2 separate regions of the Sus scrofa genome follow, and region 1 is linked to region 2. Evidence: chromatin contacts called from public HiChIP or PLAC-seq data. All regions are on one chromosome and are shown on one strand. The core of a region is the stretch at or near the end of the contact, and the rest is flanking DNA. Distances in the headings are between cores, read along the strand shown. Region 1 holds the start of BCL2L1 (BCL2 like 1). Region 2 holds the start of ZCCHC3 (zinc finger CCHC domain-containing protein 3).

Region 1 (2,785 bases), core at 207-2,706, 530 kb before region 2:
GCCTCCCCTGTGCGTGGCAGGCGCTGCGCCCAATGGGAGCCCTCGCCGTCCTGCTTCCGTGCCACCTGGGCTCGCTGATTGGCCGCGCTGGGGCGGGCCGCCGGGGGCGAGACCCCTCCTCCCAGAAAGGTCTAGGGGGCGCCCCAGAGGGAGAGCGGTTGCCTAGCAACGGGGCGGTGGCCGGGCGGGTACCCGGCCTAGCGCGCGGAGGGAGCCGCGAGTCCGCAGCCCACCCACCCTGGGCTCGGGAGAGGTGCAGACCCCTGCCTCTAAACCCTCGCCAGGGCGCGAGGAAGCCACCCTGGGCCTGTCCACAGGAGAACGTGGTTTCAGCTGTGGGGGGGCCTCGAGGAGGCCTCGCCCATTCTCCCTGACCCGAGGAGAGGCCCGGCGCCTCACCCTCGCCCAGTCTTTGTGCCGGGCGCCGGCGGCCATTGTGTCCGTGCGGGGAATGGAGGACCCGGCAGCCCCCCACCGCCACGACCAGGGCCTTTGGGGAATTCAGAGAAAGCCAGCAGCGTTTCTGGGGGGTCCCCGGCTTTCCGCCTCCCTGAAAGGCCCGGGGATGGCCTTTCCGAAGTCAGACCGCAGATACGAGGCAGTTTCCCCCTCCCTCCGTCCCTCATCGAAACCTTGAGCCCCATTGAGAAGTCCCTTTAGGGTTTCAGTAAACCTCACCCTGGGCTGGTACTTAAATAGAAGAAAAACAAAAACTAAATCTCACACCAGCCACCTCCGGGAGAGTTCTCCTGGCTCCCAGTAGGAGGCGGAGAGCCAAGGGGCGTGCAAGAGCAAGGGGGCTGGGCTCCCGGGCCGCGGCTGCTGAAGCGGCCGCCCTCGATCTGGGCGATGGAGGAGGAAGCAGGCGAGGGGGCCGGTTCCTGAGCTTCGTAATTCCTGTATCGCCTTCTGGGCTCTCAGTCTGCCGGGTCGCATGATCCCTCCAGCCGGAGCTGCTTTTTTTGCCAGCCGCCGCGAGGCCGGCTGAGTTACCGGCATCCCGGCTGCCACCTCCTCTCCCGACCTCTGATACAAAAGATCTTCCGGGGGCTGCACCTGCCTGCCGGTCGCCTGAGACGGATTTGAATGTAGGTGGTGCGGGGGTGGGGGGTGGGGGACAGACTGCCCATGGGGGTGACTTTCCGAGGAAGACATTTCGGAGAAAAGGGGGTGGCTGAGGCTTAAAGGCCGGTGTGATGATTCAGAGCCCACTGGTGCTTTCAATTTGACTTTATTGAAGTCCCTTGGAAGCCAGACCCAGACCTTCCTAAGAGCCACAAAAGACCCCATTCTGGTACCTGGAGGGGGAATGGATGTTGCAGGGTAAATGGCATGCATGTTAATTTTTTTTTTTTTTTTTTTCTGAAGCTCTTTCTCTCCCTTCAGAACCTTATCTTGGCTTTGGATCTCAGAAGAGAACCACTAAGCAGAGACCAGACTCAGTGAGTGAGCAGGTGTTTTGGACAATGGACTGGTGGAGCCCATCCCTATTATAAAAATGTCTCAGAGCAACCGGGAGCTGGTGGTTGACTTTCTCTCCTACAAGCTTTCCCAGAAAGGATACAGCTGGAGTCAGTTTACTGATGTGGAAGAGAACAGAACTGAGGCCCCAGAAGGGACTGAATCAGAAGCGGAAACCCCTAGTGCCATCAATGGCAACCCATCCTGGCACCTGGCGGACAGCCCCGCGGTGAATGGAGCCACTGGCCACAGCAGCAGCTTGGATGCCCGGGAGGTGATCCCCATGGCTGCAGTGAAGCAAGCGCTGAGGGAGGCGGGCGATGAGTTTGAACTGAGGTACCGGAGGGCATTCAGTGACCTGACGTCCCAGCTCCACATCACCCCAGGGACAGCGTATCAGAGCTTTGAGCAGGTAGTGAACGAACTCTTCCGGGATGGGGTGAACTGGGGTCGCATTGTGGCCTTTTTCTCCTTCGGTGGGGCACTGTGCGTGGAGAGCGTAGACAAGGAGATGCAGGTATTGGTGAGTCGGATCGCAACTTGGATGGCCACTTACCTGAATGACCACCTAGAGCCTTGGATCCAGGAGAACGGCGGCTGGGTAAGGACCACGCCCCTTGTGGTGTCCCTGTTCCTTGGTCTCAGGTCAGATCCCCAACAGCCTTTCCTCTGTACCTCTTTCTGTCGCGCTGTGTGATTATTGGAGATGTTGTTTGTTAAGGAGATGTGACTGGCCTCACTGCAGCACAAGACGCTAACTGTCCTGAAATACAGATGACCTAGTTCTGCAAGGACCAGACAGCTTCGTTCTGGTCATCCCCATGACCCTACCCTTTCAGACTTGTGTCCAATTTCTCTGCAGAGGAAAACATAGCCTGTGTGTTCATTGGGCCCCAAACCTTTGCGGGTGGCGGGTTAGTCCGGTGTTTCCCTGACCCTGACGTAATGGCTCCCCTCGCTAAGGGTAACACCTGCAGGAGACGGTATCAGTGACCCACCAGTCCCTTCAGTCTTACTCCCCCTGGGATGTCAATCCTGTCCTGGGCTTCCCTCCCCCAGATGGAGTCCCCTGTGTTTCAGAGTTGGCATGACCAGGCAGGGAGTTCCCACTGGCTTAGATGGCTGAGGATTGTCTACTTTTAGGGTGTAAGCTGTGCCAGTGGGCCAGTTGTGTTTGTGCCACACCCCTATGTTCATTGGCTCTGAAGTGTGCAACTTTGGGTATGATTGGACTGTTTGTGGAGCTCTTTGCAGTGTCATGCATTAAGCCCAGGGACTTTGCACCTCACTGCCTGGGGTCGGTTGGGAAGCTCCAGCTGCCTGT
Region 2 (3,062 bases), core at 387-2,886:
GTTAGGGTATGAGGAATAAAAGGGATTATTTAAAATACATAGGTTCTGTTTGGTTATGCAAACATCATCCGCATGGAAAGATATTAGCAGGCAAGCAGAAAGAACAAAAGGGGGGAATGCGTGAATCTAAGATTTGACGTTTCTGGTTAATGGGCACGGACATGGGTGGAGGAGAGGGGATAGAGGAAAGCATGGCAGAGGTTATAAAGTGAGGGAACTGGAAGATTCGCACGGCACAAGAGTTGGAGAGGCTGGCTTCCTGAGTTCATACTGGAATTGGGGTAAAGGGAAAGATCTTAAGAAAACAACGCACGGGGCTCCTAAGAACTGCAAGAGAAATAGGAACGAATCCAACAGAGGCAGAAAGGAAAAATAACTTCTCCTGGAAACCCATTGTGGACCAAGCTCTTCCACCCAGGTTATCTCCTGAACCCCCATGTTAGTCCTCTGAGAGGAGATATTAATATCTTTTTGTTATGGATGAGCAAATTAAGCTATGAAAACTGAGGTCATTGGCCCCATGCGACAAAGCTGAGCTCTGAAGCAGTCAGATTCAAACCAGGGTCCCTGACTCCACAATCCACCTTTTCTTTCACTAAACCCAGAGGATCACTGGAACACCCTGAAATGCAAGCGCAGCTATGGCAAAGAAAACAACATGAGGAAAGGTGCTGTTAATCTCACCCCCTCAACCACCCAAATTTTATCAGTGCTTCCGAAGCACCAGTTGACACAGATGAGGGAGAAATAAGAGACTGTGTCCCCTGCTAACTTCAGTTAGGGAACCTGTTTTAGACGGGGGTTCCTGGAGAATCTAATCCAAACAGTCCTTGATCCACAATGTCAGAAGCAAAGAGGTAGAAGCCCCCCTAGGCATGGGGCTGCCTATTAATTCTGCCCCTTGACCAAGTGATTTAATCCCAATCTCCAAGCCCCTGCCGCTGGTAAAACGGGTGTATTCACGGGATTGTTTTGGAAGACTCCATGTGATAAAGCTTGCAATGTGCTTAGAACAGTTACTGGACACTTCAGCGCTCAATGTCATCGTCATCATGAATATGATGGAAGTCTTTTTTAAAAATAAGGCAGTCTGACTTACTTGGAAATGTATCAAAAAACAGGAGGTGAGGAGGGATAGAGGTAGTGTGATAAGGTCTATTAAAACTTTAATGACAGAAAGTTAAAATAGTTAAAAAGTTAAAGTGCACAATTCTTTCAACTTCCTATGTTTGAAAATGTCCATGATCCAACGTTGGAAAAATAATGCAGTGTGACCTGCTTTGAGAGGAGGGGAGAGCTAAGTTTTGTTTTTGTCTTTTTTTTTTTTTTAATAGAAAAGGTACAAAAACGAAAACAAAATGGGCGAAATCTTCCTCAACCCCGTCCCGCCTTCGGGCTGTGGGCCGTTTGTAAAGCTGCTTGAATGAAATCATCGAGGACCGCTTGCGAAATACCAAATCCTCGAGAGCGAGACCCAAGGCTGCCAAACTCTCGCAAGGGGCAGGGACGCGCTCCAAGCGCCCCATCCCGCTTCGATGCCGAGGAGGTGGGGTTGGAACGAGCGCCGGCGGAAACGCGGCCCGGCCGTTACCAGGGGGTTCCCGGCTCGCGGGGCCACTGAGCGCTGCAAGTAAATACCTTCGGCGGGGCGGGGGAGAGAAGCGTCGAATTTCAAAAAAAAAAAAAAGCCCAAACCCCCACAGCCCCGGGCGGGCGGGCGCGCGCGATGGGCGCCCTTTGGCTGAGGGAGCGAGTGGAGGATGCTGGGAAGGAGGTAAAATGGCCACCGGCGGCGGCGCGGAGGAGGAGAGGAAGAGGGGGCGGCCGCAGCTCCTGCCCCCCGGGCGCCCGGCGCCCAGGGCTGAGGAAGCTGAGGGCGGCCGCGAGAAGATGGGCTGGGCCCAGGTCGTGAAGAACCTGGCCGAAAAGAAGGGCGAATTCCGCGAGTCGCGGCCGCCGCGGCGGGAGGAAGAAGGCGGCGCAGGAGGCGGGCTTTGCGCCCCCGCGGGCCTGGCAGCGCCGGGCCTCGGCGACTTCCCCCCGGCCGGCCGCGGGGACCCGAAGGGTCGCCGAAGGGACCCGGCCGGCGAGGCGGCGGACGCCCGCAAGAAGAAGGGCGCAGCCGAGGCAGGCAGGAGGAAGAAGGCCGAGGTGGCGGCCATGGCGGGCCCGAGCAGGCCCGGCGCGGCCGAGGACGCGGCCGAGCGGCCTCCCCAGGACGAGACGGCGGCGGCGACGGGCCCCGGGGCGGGCCCGGGCAAGGGCCGCTTTCTCGTGCGCATCTGTTTCCAGGGAGACGAAGGCGCTTGCCCGACCCGGGACTTCGTAGTGGGCGCGCTCATCCTGCGCTCCATCGGCATGGACCCGAGCGACATCTACGCGGTTATCCAGATTCCCGGCAGCCGCGAGTTCGACGTGAGCTTCCGCTCCGCGGAGAAACTGGCCCTGTTCCTACGCGTCTACGAGGAGAAGCGCGAGCAGGAGGACTGCTGGGAGAACTTTGTGGTGCTGGGGCGGAGCAAGTCCAGCTTGAAGACGCTCTTCATCCTCTTCCGGAACGAGACGGTGGACGTGGAGGACATCGTGACCTGGCTCAAGCGCCACTGCGATGTGCTGGCCGTGCCAGTGAAAGTGACCGACAGGTTTGGGATCTGGACCGGGGAGTACAAGTGCGAGATCGAGCTGCGCCAGGGGGAGGGCGGGGTCAGGCACCTGCCGGGAGCCTTCTTCCTGGGGGCCGAGAGGGGCTACAGTTGGTACAAAGGGCAGCCCAAGACGTGCTTTAAATGTGGTTCCCGGACCCACATGAGCGGCAGCTGCACACAGGACAGGTGCTTCAGGTGCGGGGAGGAAGGGCACCTGAGCCCTTACTGCCGGAAGGGCATCGTCTGCAACCTCTGTGGCAAGCGAGGACACGCCTTTGCCCAGTGTCCCAAAGCCGTTCACAATTCCGTGGCAGCTCAGCTAACCGGCGTGGCCGGGCACTGAACACCCGCCTGCCTGCCAAGGTGAACACAGAGCCAGCTTACCCCTCTTAAGTGCCAAAACTTTTTTTAAACCAT

What was found. HiChIP or PLAC-seq counts read pairs in DNA pulled down with a chosen protein or histone mark.
Region 1: a contact with region 2 is called in an H3K27ac HiChIP or PLAC-seq map of alveolar macrophages. The contact joins the promoter of BCL2L1 here to the promoter of ZCCHC3 in region 2. A contact is called at or near these places in 1 of 47 Hi-C or Micro-C datasets (embryonic fibroblasts) and 1 of 2 datasets of contacts at active chromatin or transcription factors (alveolar macrophages).

Annotation. Positions count from the first base shown.
Region 1 is chr17:35,412,754-35,415,538 of Sscrofa11.1, reverse strand. BCL2L1 (BCL2 like 1) reads left to right here and starts at 1,456. Exons shown (of 2, transcript NM_214285.1): 1 at 1,456-2,062. The coding sequence starts at 1,499.
Region 2 is chr17:34,884,206-34,887,267 of Sscrofa11.1, reverse strand. It overlaps ZCCHC3 (zinc finger CCHC domain-containing protein 3), which reads left to right and starts at 1,636. Exons shown (of 1, transcript XM_003134368.4): 1 at 1,636-3,062. The coding sequence starts at 1,780. The coding sequence ends at 2,988.